2 separate regions of the Mus musculus genome follow, and region 1 is linked to region 2. The links are chromatin contacts, called in public HiCAR-type maps. All regions are on one chromosome and are shown on one strand. Each heading gives the region's core, a stretch centred on a gene start, on an enhancer-like site or on the middle of the called end of the contact. The rest is flanking DNA. Distances are from core to core; before and after follow the strand shown. Region 1 has its middle 37 kb from the start of Tlr2. Region 2 has its middle 10 kb from the start of Gm40076.

What was found. HiCAR-type assays count read pairs that join an accessible place to other places.
Region 1: a HiCAR-type map of embryonic stem cells shows a contact between it and region 2, with 4 times the contacts expected there. The contact joins two enhancer-like sites. A contact is called at or near these places in 1 of 484 Hi-C or Micro-C datasets (embryonic stem cells), 1 of 115 datasets of contacts at active chromatin or transcription factors (embryonic stem cells) and 1 of 9 other capture datasets (embryonic stem cells).

The regions. Positions count from the first base shown.
Region 1 is chr3:83,875,148-83,881,869 of GRCm38.p6, forward strand. No RefSeq gene overlaps it. Among named protein-coding and RNA genes, the nearest start is that of Tlr2, 37 kb to the left of the region's middle. Within about 2 kb of position 4,349, at least 7 of the 459 cell types and tissues checked have an H3K27ac peak or open chromatin away from gene starts, as enhancers often do. A contact at or near this core is called in embryonic stem cells, where this site is marked.
Region 2 is chr3:83,587,043-83,594,423 of GRCm38.p6, forward strand. No RefSeq gene overlaps it. Among named protein-coding and RNA genes, the nearest start is that of Gm40076, 10 kb to the right of the region's middle. Within about 2 kb of position 2,244, at least 11 of the 459 cell types and tissues checked have an H3K27ac peak or open chromatin away from gene starts, as enhancers often do. A contact at or near this core is called in embryonic stem cells, where this site is marked.

The DNA.
Region 1 (6,722 bases), core at 3,099-5,598, 290 kb after region 2:
TTTATAAATTCTGAATTTAAGCATTATTTCAAACATCTGGATAGATCTGCAACAATGTTCTATTAGTTAAAGGGAATTTACCCTGAAGGCAGGGAGGGGGGAAGTTCTCAGAACTTCCCTAGTCACAGATTGTGAAACAAAGATTTCATGCCAGCTTCCTCGAGGCTGCTCTGAACTTGCATCAACTCTCACATAAGAAAAAATTTTCCAACCCAAGCATTTTGGCCCTCCTGTAATGAGGACAGAATTTTAGAACTACTAAGTTTCTTTGTAATATTAGATTGTAACTACAACCTTGGGAAAGCAAAACCCAATTTCAAAACAATTTATCACCTTAAGAATCAACATTAAAACTTCACTACTACATTGCGAGATTTGGCTGCCAATTTATACCTATGAATGCATGACAATGCAAGCTTTAAGGCTTCATTAAAGAGACATTGCTTTAAATCTTATCTTTAAATTTACTTTCTAGGATAAGAATCACATTAAATATTATCTCAGCTAGAAGTGTCTTAGGAGGCCCAGTTTTTTGGCCTGCTTATGAAAAGACTCCTGAGTTGCTAAAAGGCAGAGGTCCCAGGGAGGACACTGTGGTGGAATGCTGCTTAGGTATGGGGTGGTTTGAATGGCCTTGGCAGGTCCATAAGTTTGAATGCTTGTTCCCTAGTTAATGGAACTATCTGGGAAGGATTGGGAGGTATGGCATTGGTGGAGGAGGAGTGGCCTTGTTGAAGGAGGTGTGCCAGTGGAAGAGGGCTTTGAGATTTCAGAAGCCCACTCCCAGCCCCTGCTTCTCTCCCTCCCTTTCTCTCTTTCTTCTGCCTGCTGTCTCTGGATCAACTTAAGCTCTCAGCTTCTGCTCCAGTGCCATGCCTGTCTGCTACCCAGCTCCCAACCCTCAGAAACAATAAGCAAGGCTCCCAATTAAATGTTTTCTTGTATATGTCTTGGTCATACTGTCTCCTCACAGCAATAGAACAATGACTAAGACAAAGTTGGAGATATATTAGAAGAGTTCTTAACACTGCAGATGACAGAGAGACAGCAGCATGAGGAGATATCAGGCATGTGTAGTGGAGTGAAGGTCTTTGGAATGTTTTCACAGTAATTGGGTGGGAGAGAGAGAGTGAAAGTTTCCTTTTTAGGGCCATAGCTAGACAGTTGCCTGGAGCCATCAGTGAGCACTTAGTTAAAGAATGTTAGGCAAACATCTTTCCTGGTCTTTGTTAGGATCTAAGCAACGGACGCCATAAAGTCATACCATTGTACAGATCTCACATGGGACATTTATGGAGGGAGGTGGTGTTCAGAGGCTTTCTCTGGGTGAGGGTGGAGGGGAGAAGAAAGCAGGGAGAGGAGAGACTGGCCTTTTATAAGGGTTGTAATGCAAGCACAGGGTATGTAACCGTGGCAACAGTGGGAATGAGCTCATCTTAGCAGCTATTGATGATGTCTGCTGTCACTGTATGCCTGGGGGCAGGCAGTGGAGATACCTGATTCCTCCCCTTTGTATATTATAAAAGAGGGGACGTTGAAAGGGATGATTTCGAGGCAGGGATGAGGGTTGTGTGCTCTCTAGACTACTTCTTGCTGTCTAGGTGTGGTCATTTTCTAGAAACTTCAATGTTACCATCAGAGAACAAGAGTTTCAGGCTCTGTGGCTTGTGGTTGGTAGATCTGTAACAATAACTGATTAATTTCTGATTAGAGATTTTCTTTGAACTTGTGGTTGGAGAAATGCAGAGAAAAATTTGCCAAAGCAGGATATGATTAATAAATGAAGGAAAATGACAAAGAGGGGAGTCTGGAAGGGCAATCCCACTTCCACATGGGGTTCCAAATGCCTAGGGGACAGAGGCATTGGGTTGCTCCTAATGATATTTTGGAGGTCTGTTTGAAGTTGTTTGATTTTGTTTTGTACTATTCCCACTTGGTTGACATAGAAGCAGCATTCCTCTTGGAGGAAGGGGCAAAGGTCACCTTTTTAAGCTGTAAGAAAAATTTGGTCTCCATAAATTTTGGAGTACCACTGCAGGCAGGGAGTCAATCTGTCCTTGAAGAGTGAGTGTGGTTTGGGTCTCCTACTGGAGATCCTGGGTGAACCAGGAAGAAAACTAATGATACAAAGTCAAGGAAGTGGCCCTTCCCATTGTTCCAGGGACGACACCTGCAGCTATTCCTGTGACAACCAGGAGGGGCAAGATTTGAACTGCCCTTTTATAATGCCAGGCAGCTATTGCGTCCACAACTGGAATCAGTAGGGATTCTTTCTATGTATCATTCCCAACGTGGGGAAGAGAAATACTAGCATGCAAACTCCTTACCAGCTAGAGGGTAGACAATGGTAGACCTGAGTACCACAAAGAATGGAGGTCTGTGGACTGTAGGGCACTGGGGCTGAGATGAGGTATTAAGGATTATCGCTTTGTTGTTGTCTGGGGGATTTAATGCCCCTACAGAATGAGTCCAAATGCCTTAGAACAGATTGCCAAAGAAGGTAATAAGAAAAAGGGTTGGAGTCATGGCACCACCAGGCTCAGGGAAGCTGGTGAGTGGTGAGGTGGGATTATTTGATAGGGTCATAGGAGAGGCTGTAAGTGGTACATGTGAGCTACTTCTGGGTGGTCTATTCTCTCTGGATATTAATTGTGCTTACTGGGAGCCTGGGGTTGAAGAGACATAGCAGTTGCCAGAAGTGACCATTTCCCTCCTGGAATTTCATGAGTCCTGTATATACAAGTAGAGGGTCTTATCTCAGATAGAAGAGGGAATCAGGAGGAGATTTTAAGTATGGTGAATGGTATTGACAAGACCAGTATGGGAAGCCTCCATATCTGTCTGGCCATTTTTTACAATTACTTTCTGTCTGGTCAAAGAGTAAGCAGACAAAAAGGACAGTTATTCCTAGAAACTATAAAAATTTCCTCTTTAACAGAGGGGACTGTGAAAGGCTGGATAAATGTTTTCTATCCAAAGTAACAGCTTTGTGGATTGGAGTAATTGTTAGTCTCAAGTAGGTGACCTGAGGGATGGAAAATTGGATCTTAGATAGTGAGACTCTGTAGCCACAGCTGGACGAGAGCCTAAGTGTCAGTTTGGCTAATTTGTAGGGATGGACTGCAGATGATAATGCCATCTACATACTGTATGAGCTTGGATTGGGAAGAGATAAAGAAAAATGTATGACAGGGTAGAGGGAGACCACTGTAGAACTGATGAGCTGAAGATCTTGAAATAGGCAGTAGGTTATTGGGCTTCTTAAATGCAAGTGTAGGGGTGTTATAGGGCAAAGATGTGGGGGCAAAGTTGTTTTTCACAGGAAGTCAGACATAATATCCTTAAGTTCCTTGAGACTCTAGAGACAGAGCGTGTGTAGTTGGGGGTGGGGGTGGGGAGGGATGGTACTGAGCTCGGGTGATGTACCGGTAGAGTCTTGTAATCAGATGACAATAAAGGAATGATGTTTAGCAACTGGGGTTTTTGATTTGCCAGATAATGAGGGAGGGATCCATCTGGGATGCTGGAAAAGCTTTATGTGTTGAACCAGTAGGTTGGGTGGTTGGGTAAGAAAAGGAGAAGGGCTGCTGGCAAGCTTGAGCTCGAGAGAATGGTGGGGCGGGCGGGGGGGGGGGGCAAAGGAAATAGAGACTCCCACTTTGGCTAGAGGATCCCTTCCCAATAAGGGAATAGGACAGGTTGTCACCACCAGCTAGATGGTTCCCAGCTAAACAGAGAAAGTACGCACAGAAAGCTCTCAGTTTAGAACACCATCCATCCCCTGAGGCAGTAGGCAAAGGGTTGCTCCTCGATTGAGGTTGCTTTGGCTTTCTGCAGTCTTCTTATCACCTGGATTTCTCCAAAATGGCTGAATTGCTTGAGAGCTATTTCTTCAAAGCCATGAACAAAATCAGAGTCAGTTAATTGCTGCAGACTAACCCCTTCTGGGTCTCCTATCTGCGTGGAACGGGTTCTGATTGTAGGTGGGCAAAGGAGTCAGTGAGATGGAGGGGTAACAAACAGGCTTGACACAAGGGAGTGTGGATCTGAATGTAATTTGTCAAATCGAGCATCAAACTTTTTATACAGAAGAAAATAGGGAAGTTAGGTGACACACTGGCAAGGTACAATGAGGTTACAGGATTCTTACATAAAACAAAGACATGCAAACACGGAAGGACTGACGGGAACCAACTGGGAGAAAATTCAATGTTAACAGCTGGGATCAAAAAACAGCCCCACCTAAGGTCAGCTTAATCTTAGAAGCCAGGGGCAAGGGCTTTGTGCCCTTGCCATAGTTCCTATTCTAGTCTATTGAATAGTCCACCTCCCCCCCTAGGCCATTGTAAATTCTTGTGTATGGGTGTAACTCAGCTATCTATAGTTCTAAGAATCTATTCTGGCTCCTCCTTAGACCACAACCTTCCTTCTTCCTAGGTAATGGTAAATTCATGTGTAGGGCAGTGACTTAGCTATCCATGCCCAGGGTCAGCTCAAGGACTGACTGCCTAGAACTGGTGAAGAATCTAACTTAGCTATATGTCAAAAATTCAATCCTTAGAAGCACTTATAATAAAGCAATATTAAGGGAAAGCACACGGATCATTTACCAACTAAAGCAAGGACATTGGAGCATTCATTATACAGGATGCCACGGTTCTAGGAGACTAAGTTTCCATGAACTTTTCACCTCAGGACAGCGCCCAGGTTTTTTGGGGCCTGTCACTACTGGAGTGGATGTAGCAGCTAATAAGACAGAATCTCACATAGCATAGCCATGGGGTGACAACCTATCACCTTTATGATATTCTGTTGGCTAAAGGCCAATTATAGTCACTGCCACTATCAAGGGGAAGGAACTTTACAGGGATTCAAACCAGGAATCAGGAGTCATGGAGGCCACTGAAGCCACACTCAACACCCCATAATGATTCCAAGGAGCCAGTTGAACTGAGGGGAGATTCTGGGCTATAGTCCCACCTAACCAGAGTCATGTGATATGTCCTTACCACAGTTCTCCTGTATTTCCTGAGAGATGAAATTTCTGGTAAGAAGTATTAATGACTGTGATGATTTGTATATCCTTGGACCAGGGAGTGGCACCATTTGAAGGTGTGGCCTTGTTGGAATAGGTGTGACCTGGTTGGAATGGGTGTGTCACTGTGGGTGTGGGTATAAGATCCTCACCCTAGTTGCCTGGAAGTCAGTCTTCCACTAGCAGCCTTTGGATGACAGCCTGGATACTGCCATGTCCCCACCTTGATGATAATGGACCGAACCTCTGAACCTGTAAGCCAGCCCCAATTAAATGTTGTTTTTTTATAAGACTTGCCTTGGTCATGGTGTCTGTTCACAGCAGTAAAACCCTAACTAAGACAATGACCTCTACAAATAAACAAAAAGTGTGCATATTAGGTGGCAGTGTGAGGAGCGGGTGTGGCAGCAGTCCCAAGATGGCACCCGGGACTGCAGCCAAGTCTTATGACTTGCACCTGACTTCCTCATACACCTGAAAATAAGCCATTGTGAGAACTGCACAGGTGCACCATGATGCAAGATCGGACCATATGACAAGTGATGATTCTGGCCAATGGACTGCTGTTACGTGGACTGGGCTGATGGGGCGTGGTTGAGGGCTTATATAAGGGATTGCGATTGGGGGCAGAGGAAGGACTTTTCCTGGAGAGAGATTCCTAGAGTTTTTTTCCTGGAGAGAGATTCCTGCATGCATGTTGAAAGGTTACTGAATAAACTGCTTTGAGAAGAACGCTGTGTCGTTGCTCTTTTCTGCTGGTCAGAGACAGAAGCGACAAGTAAGTACCACGGAGAAATCAGTGGTGCCGGGGGAAAGGAGGGCCAGCATTTCATGTGTGTATGGGAGGAGTGTAGTCACAGAGCCTATTGGAAACCCATCCACGTTCCCAGTGGAGTTTTCCTCTAGGGTGTTTACTCAGTAATCTCTGCTTATGTCACTATGCCTCCTGCAATCTAGCTATTTGACTCATATGGCCCTCTGGGGTGGATGCAACAGGGCCGTTCTAATTTGCTTTCCATTGCTGCAATAAAATACTAACCAAAAGCAACTTGGGGAGAAAAGAGTTTATTACATCTTTCAATTCAGATCACAGCTCATCACTGAAGGAAGTCACGGCAGAAACAGAGATGATACTTCCTGGTTTGCTTCCCATGGATTGCTCAACTGCTTTTTGTTTGTTTGTTTGTTTGTTTGTTTTATATCATCCAGGACCTTCCCAGGCACCAACCACAGTAGACTGAGCCTTCCCACATCAATCATTAATCAAGAAAATGGCCTGCAGACTCACCTACAGACAATCTGATGGAGGAAGCTCAGTTAAGATTCTCTCCCCCTTCCCAGATGACTTTAGCATGTGTCAAATTAACAACAATAACAACAACAACACCCAACCAATCAACCAACCAAAAAACTAGAAACAAAACTACCAAAACAAACAAACCAAACAAACAAGAAAAACCTAAAACAAAACACCTGACCAGTGAGGGGCAATGATTACTCATATATGTGCTTCAACCTAGAAGTTACAGATGTGACTTCTGCTCAAATTCATTGTCTAAAGCAATAATATGCAAGAAAGTAGCATCTCTATATGGCCACAATCAGGAAAGTCCTCTAATAAAGTCATAGGTAGCAATCAGGATACAGAAAATGTCACACAGAAACCTAGGAAATGAGTGTGTCAGAC
Region 2 (7,381 bases), core at 994-3,493:
CTCCTTCCACCTGTGTCTCTACATAGATGCCCCCAAGTTCCAAGGAAGGGAAAGAGGAGGGGAGGGAGGGGAAAGGAAGGAGGGGAGAGAGAGAGACAGAGAGACAGAGAAAGACAGAGACAGAGAGAGACAGAGAAAGACAGAGACAGAGAGAGACAGAGACAGAGAGACAGAGAGAGACAGAGAACCCTTATGCTTCCAAATGCCAGAAGCCCACACACACCAGGAAAAATTCGGGTCAGGGATCAGCCACTGTCGCTGTTGAGGTGGCAAAGTACATGGCAGAAGCACCGGAAGGAAGGATGTATTTTGGCTCATAGTCCATCAGGGAGGGAAAGTCATGGCCTCTGGAGCACGAGGCAGACTGTTACATTGTATCTGCCCTGCGGAAACATAAGAAGGAAGAGTGCGAGGACTCAACCCACTTTCTCCTTTTCACTCTGTCTGGAAGAACAGCTCAGAGCCGGTTGATCGGTACCTTCTAGCTTTAGGATAGGTCTTCCTATTTAATTAATCTAGTCTCAAGCCTGACTGGCAGACTACCCAAAGGATTGCCCTGGTGCTTCTATATCCTGTCAAAATGATCATTGGTAATAACCATCATGGTCTTAGAGGACTAATGGAGATGACATCTGAGGGGTTCCCCATGAAGAGCTCTCTGCCAGTTGTTGATTCTTTCTCTCCCAGGTTTATATGAGCAGAGCAGGGAGCTGTGAACCTAAGAGTGTGTTCGATAAGAATTGCCTATAGAGAACTTAAAACCAGTATTTAAATAGACTAGAATTATGTTACTTTAAGTTAGCTCACATACAGCAGTTCTAAATAATTTTGTGATGGGGCTATCCATTCCCCCAAAGACGAAAGTTCCAAGCAGTTGCTGTTGCCATCATGCCATGATAATAAAGAACATCAAATTCATACATTTTGGTTTTCTAAATGGAAGTTTATTTGGAAAGTTTGTTTCTCGTTACCACAAACTCAGCTAGGGATGGTCTCTTTAAGGGTAAGTTCAAAGGTTCAAACTCCTCCCCTTGGCCTAAGCCAGGTCTGCCTGGACTCCACAATGCCTGTTGTATGACATAATCCTGTGTTTAAATAGCAGGCTCCAAATGTTACCACCATTTGACTCTAATAATACATTTAAAAATAGATAACAACTTTTAAAAATTAGGAAACCTTTGGATTGCTTTTGTCATTTTGTGTCACCACTTGAATGGTTACATTTTCTTAAAAAATTGAAGCCTTGATGCAGAGCACCATGGGGAATAATTCAGCAGTTCTGTTTGTAATTACAAAATTTACTCTATACACAAAATACTTGGCTTAGTTTGAGTGACATTTTAAAAATGAGACGCAACAATGTTACTGTTTCTGAATCTAAAGAAAAATTATTAAAACTTATTTTCATCATTATTTAAGATATTTTTGATTAGTATTTGCATTATAAATGTGTATTGTGAATATTTATGCATATAAGATGATGTAATGTGCTAATGTGTCCCTCTTTTGATGCCTACTGAATTCAATATATATATATATATGTGTGTGTGTGTGTGTGTGTGTGTATGATATACAAAGACTGAAATTAGAATACAAACCAAACTCTATTGAAATTTAGAAACAAACCACAAAGCTTACATTTTAGAAGATATAAACAAAGCTTGACCCACTGATTAGGAACATGGCAAGCACTTAGAACATGTTTTTAGCAAAAAGAAAAGGAATAGCATTGTCTCTTACTTCACGCCCATGAGGTTTCTAAGAACGAGATAAAAGCTGGCATCTCTACCTTCTTTGTGCATCTGTCTCCTTTACCCTGGGTCCCTGATCACCTTTGCACATAGGTAAGTAAACCAATCAGAGAGTCTGTCTGACCGACTCTACCCTTTTAAGGGGAAAGACATAAAAAGAGCAGCAACTAAAGCACGTTCCCCGGGGGCTTTTATAGTGTTCTTTTTCGGGTAACCCAAAATCTGTGTCTAATTCTCCAGTCACTATCTTAAACCTGTGGTCACCTAAGATTCCAGGAACAGCCGAGCTTCTTCGGACAGACCGAATCCCAGATAAGAAAGGTACCCACTGGGAAGAATGTGAGCCTTAGAGAGAAACAACTTCGCCAACTTGAGAAACACCCTTTCCCCACAAGCAATAAGGAGCTCCTAGGACTGCCTAACAGCCAAGACGGAGGCAGCTCTCAGCCAGACCACACCTAGGTCAGGTCACTTAATTATGCAAGCCCTTCCCCCTCCCTGCCTTTGTTCTTCCTCTGTTCAATCTGAAAGCGCCAGTCGGGGCCAGAAAACAGAGTAAGTAGCACCCTTTCCAATTTCTGTTCCCGATGTACACAGTGATTAAATCTCCTTTCTCTGCCTTCAGCCATTCTTCATCTTGACTGACAGATCAGGACAGATGGCCGAGACTCGGTCAGCTATTGCGAACCAGGGTTGGTGCTTTTGCTCCTAAACTTACAGGAATAAGAAAAGTAGGATGATATTTTGAAAAGGTGTTTTTATATCACAAGAAAGAGCACTCAGAATTTAAAATATAAGTGCAAAAAAGTCTAAATGGGATCAAAGACGACAGAATTGAGATAATCTTCAAAATGATAACAAGACATAGCATGGGAAGTAAAATATTCTTAAATTTAGAGCATCCACTCAGAAAATATGACCTCTGAAGTTCCAGAAAAAAAGTAAGCAACTGGAACAACAATCCCAACAGCACATGCTATAGGAAAATTCCCAGAGCTAAAACCAGCGATTTTCCAAGTCAAAATCCCACCGTGTGCTCAGAACACTAAGTGAAAAGCCAGCTACCCACAGAAAGTCAATATGAAGTTTCTGAGTATTAACAATAAAGACAAAATCCCAGACAAAAAAAAATATAGAATACACCAACTGGCAAACATCAGATTTTTTCTGAAATATACTGAAGAATAGAATACGCTGGTGCCAAGCTAGCCATGGTCCAATTTTGAAAACATGCTCCATCTAGAATAGACCACAAAGTTAAATGTATAATAATGGTACAAAAGCATTTTACGGGCAAGTTTTCAAAAACTTTAACTCGTTTGACAGAAATCTCCAGACCAGGCATGCATCACAAAAGAAGATGATAAACAGAGGTAAAAGGGAACAAGCCATACAGAAGTGGAAAATAGTGTTGCAAAAGAATTGCAACAAGAATGCTAGCAATAATAATACTCCCATAGACACCTACCCAGGGTCCTCAGAAGTCCTCAGCCATAGAACAGGGCAGTGAAGTGCTCCAGAGACAGAGTCACTGACGAAGTAAAATGGAACAGATCCTCCGACTGCGTGTCCCATAGGACGTGGAAAGTAATTAGTGCTGGGATGAAATACTGGGCAGATGTTTTTAAAGACAAGGGCAGGTTGAGCTCCAGGAAAGCCAAGAGGCTGTGCCTTAAAGGAAATGTAATCATGATGAGCAGGGAAGGGTCTTAGTATTGCCCTAGTAGTGTAAACATCAGAGTAGATTTAGCAATTAATCACCAGAAGAGGCCGAAATGTCGTGGCATTATTTAAAAATATGGAGCAATATAGGAAGGAATCAAGCTAAAATAAGTTAAGAGTGGATACCTCTGGGGTATATGATTTGGTATGGGAAAGAAAAGAATTGTAATTTTATTTGAAGTCTTCCCTAATATGTGGCCTTTTAAAACTTCATAAACATAGTGCTTTGGGCAACATATTTTAAAGGGAAAAGCAGGAAACAAGAATTGGAAGCTTCAAGTTTTCATATGAATTGAAAATGAATGTATTATTAAAATATAGACAGGAGAGAGGGACATCTGAGGGCCTGAACATGGTACTTTACTAGTTGGCATCTATATGCCAGATCAGATCTCAGGCCACACGCAAGCGTGCTCTGGAGGGATGGGAAGAAGGAATGTTTGTGGGGCATCCAGTGTACACCAGTACTGTCACAGAAGATTAATGGAAAATATTGTGACTGGCCCTTCCCACAATCCAGGGAAATAGAACAAGCTATATTCAAGATAAAGTTGAGTCTCCATATGTTGAACAACTTTCTGAGAAGCATTTGTTTTGACTTCTAGTACAGGAGTCCTAAGAACAGAGTGGGTGCTGTCTGATCATTCATCCTCATACAATTAAGACTCCGCAAGCTCAAGTAACTTGACCTCATTCAACTAGATGGTGGGAGAGCCATGCTGCGGCCATGGCTTCTATAGAACTCTCCAGCGTGAGCATCTGCAGAGTAGAAACCACATTTGGACTCTTAGCACTCACCATACCTTGTGTAACACGTAGGAAATGCTCGCTCAGAGTCTATCAATTGAAGTGATTGAGATGCTAAAATTTTCTTGGCTCCTCAACTGGCAGAAAATCAAGTTCCTCAATACATCATCACAATGCGTGCTATGCAGGGGACCTGCGTGAGGCGTGGCTAGATGTGGCTTCTCCAGAGAAATGGCCCAGAAGAATTGTGATGATGTGAATACACAGTGTCCTCCATGAATGCATGTGTTGAGTGCATGGCCTTTGGTTGGTGGAGCTATCAGGGAGATTGTGGACACTGCAGGCAGTGGGGTTTCACTAGAGGGGATGGCTGGCTGAGTGTATGCCTTTGAAGAATATACATCGCCCTTCCCTTCTTTCTGCTTCCTGACAGCCATAAGGTGAGTAGCACCTATCAAGCCTTTCCACTGTTGTGATGTTTCTTTCATCTGAGGCCCAGAATTGCAGGGCCAAGAGACCATAAGATGAAACCACAGAAACCACGAGCCAAAATAGGTTATTATGCCCTTGAGTTGTTTCTGTCAGATATTTTATCACACCAAGGCAAGAATAAGAGACACTGGTCCCTCCTATAAAAACAAGAGGGGGCTACACCAGTCACCTTCATGCAACCTAAAGGGCCAGTTTGTAGCTTCAGGCCTTCACAGTGAAATGAAACATCCTTTAAATAGCAGAACAGTAGCAATTTTTATCTCAAATAAAACAAAACAGAGCCGGGCATGGTGGCACACGCCTTTAATCCCAGCACTTGGGAGGCAGAGGCAGGTGGATCTCTGAGTTTGAGGCCAGCCTGGTCTACAAAGTGAGTTCCAGTACAGCCAAGGCTACACAGAGAAACCCTGTCTCGATAAAACCAAAAACCAAAAACAAAACAAAACAAAATAGAAAAATTAGATCTTCCATGTCAAAAAAAAAAAAAAAGGAAAGAAGGAAGGAAGGAAGGAAGGAAGGGAGGGAGGGAGGGAGGGAGGGAGGGAGGGAGGGAGGGAGGGAAGAGAGAGAGAGGAAGGAAGGAAGGAAGAAAGAAAGAAAGAAAGAAAGAAAGAAAGAAAGAAAGAAAGAAGGGAGGGAGAGAGAGAGAGAAAGAGAGAAAGAGGAAAAGAGAGAAAGAGAGAGAGAGAGAGAGAGAGAGAGAGAGAGAAAGAGAGAAAGAAAGAAAGAAAGAAAGAAAGAAAGAAAGAAAGAAAGAAAGAAAGAAAGAAAGAAGGAAGGAAGGAAGGAAGGAAGGAAGGAAGGAAGGAAGGAAAGAAAGAAAGAAAGAAAGAAAGAAAGAAAGAAAGAAAGAAAGAAAGAAAGAAAGAAAGAAAGTAAGTCAGTCAGTCTATGGAGCCCACAGACCTTTTGAAAATGTCATTAACAAACTGTAAAATCAAGGAGATAAAAATCCGACATGACATCTCAAGGGAAATAACAGTGTCCCCAGCACAGGCTCCCTCAGTCAGTCACCGAGAAACCAGTTTCCATTCACAAGTCCAGGAAACAGGAGGGCCAGAACTGATTCCTGTCTCCTGCTGGCAATGGCTTTCAGGGTAAGGATGATCCACGAAATGAAAGAGTGGAACTGGACCAAATGAAAATAAAGAGGACAAATTTGGACAGCTTGCACCCTGAGACGAGGTCCTGAGGACCCAGGGAGACCTTCACAGGATTTTAGGGAAGTAGACTCATGCACCCAGCTTCCCTTGGCTGGTTCCATAACTCTACTCAGAGGCCAGAAAAACTGATCTATCCCTGAGGTTTCTACAGCAATAGACTTAAAACTTCCGATAGGGAAAGGCCTTGTAAGGCTAAAGTGTTGTGGAGCACTCAGGACAAGGTAGGACAGAAAATATTATCCATACTGTCATGGTAATGTTACCAAGATTTGTGCCTGCTGGTGATCAGGAAAATTCAAAGATCTTTACTACCCACAGAGTTGCTTTACAGGACTAGACAGGAAGTGAAGCCACATCAAGAGAAATGTGTCAGGTCCTAACTAGGATCATGGTGGTAAGCCCTGGGAATATGAACCCCGGCACAAAGTGAGCATGTGTGTGCCAAGAAGCTGCAACCCTAGGGTGCAGGAAACTTAGATCTCCAGCCTGTGTGCTTCAGTTGCTCCTTCCAGAGATGCTAACACGAGAAACACCCATTCCAAATGCAACTGCTGCTTTTGAAATTTCCATTTCTAGAGGTTCATTGATTCGCCTTTTGTAGACCTATAATAGAACTGGAGGTAGAGATGGAGGAATCCGTCCCAGGGGAGTGCCTGCCAGCATTCAGTGCCCAGAGCTGGAATTGCAAGAGCATTTCTGTTATTAGAGGGTTTTGCAACTCTATTCTCAGAAAGCAGATGCCCCAAAAAGTGATACTCCAGAAGGCTTGTGACCCTTCAGAAATCCCCGAGAGCTGGTGGCCAGGAATGAGAAAAGCTGTATTACTGAGAGCTAGAGTCATGATCTCAGGGACAAAGTTCTGAAAATTGCACTCTTTTGCCTTATCTCTTGCCCCTATACTTTCGGGACTTGGGTATTACTGTTTTGGAAGGTGACATCTGTGTTTTCTGGTCTTGAGCATCGTGGGCAGAGGCAAATACAAGACTAGGTGGCTGGACAGGTGTCTAGCAATGTGCTCCAGCCTTCTGTGCTGTGGAGCCCTCAAGACTCTGCAGGGTTGAACCACTGGGCTATTGATAGGTGTGCCAGGCAGGTACATGAAGGGTGGTCAGTCCTGATACTGTCCATAGGCTAACAGCCCCAAGGTGTATTTTAGCTTCAAATTCATATTTCTCATCCCCAAAATCAGAAATGCTAAACGAATATTCCACCCTCTCTTTGGTACTATTCAAGGTCCTATCAGAACCCTGTTCTCTGTTCCTAGAGTCTTCCCATCCAAAACCTTCAGACATACAAATCACTGCTACAGAGATAATGGGATCAAAGTTGGCATAACTTCTCTAAATGATAGTCATGTGTTGTTATATTGTTATAAAATTCTGAAATTGAGTATTCCTGAGTTGGCATTTAATTCCCAGAAAATACCCTGGGGTAACTTAGGATATTTCTAGGACATCATGTCAGCAATCCTTGCCAGGAGTTTTATAAAAGGAAAAAATAATGAAC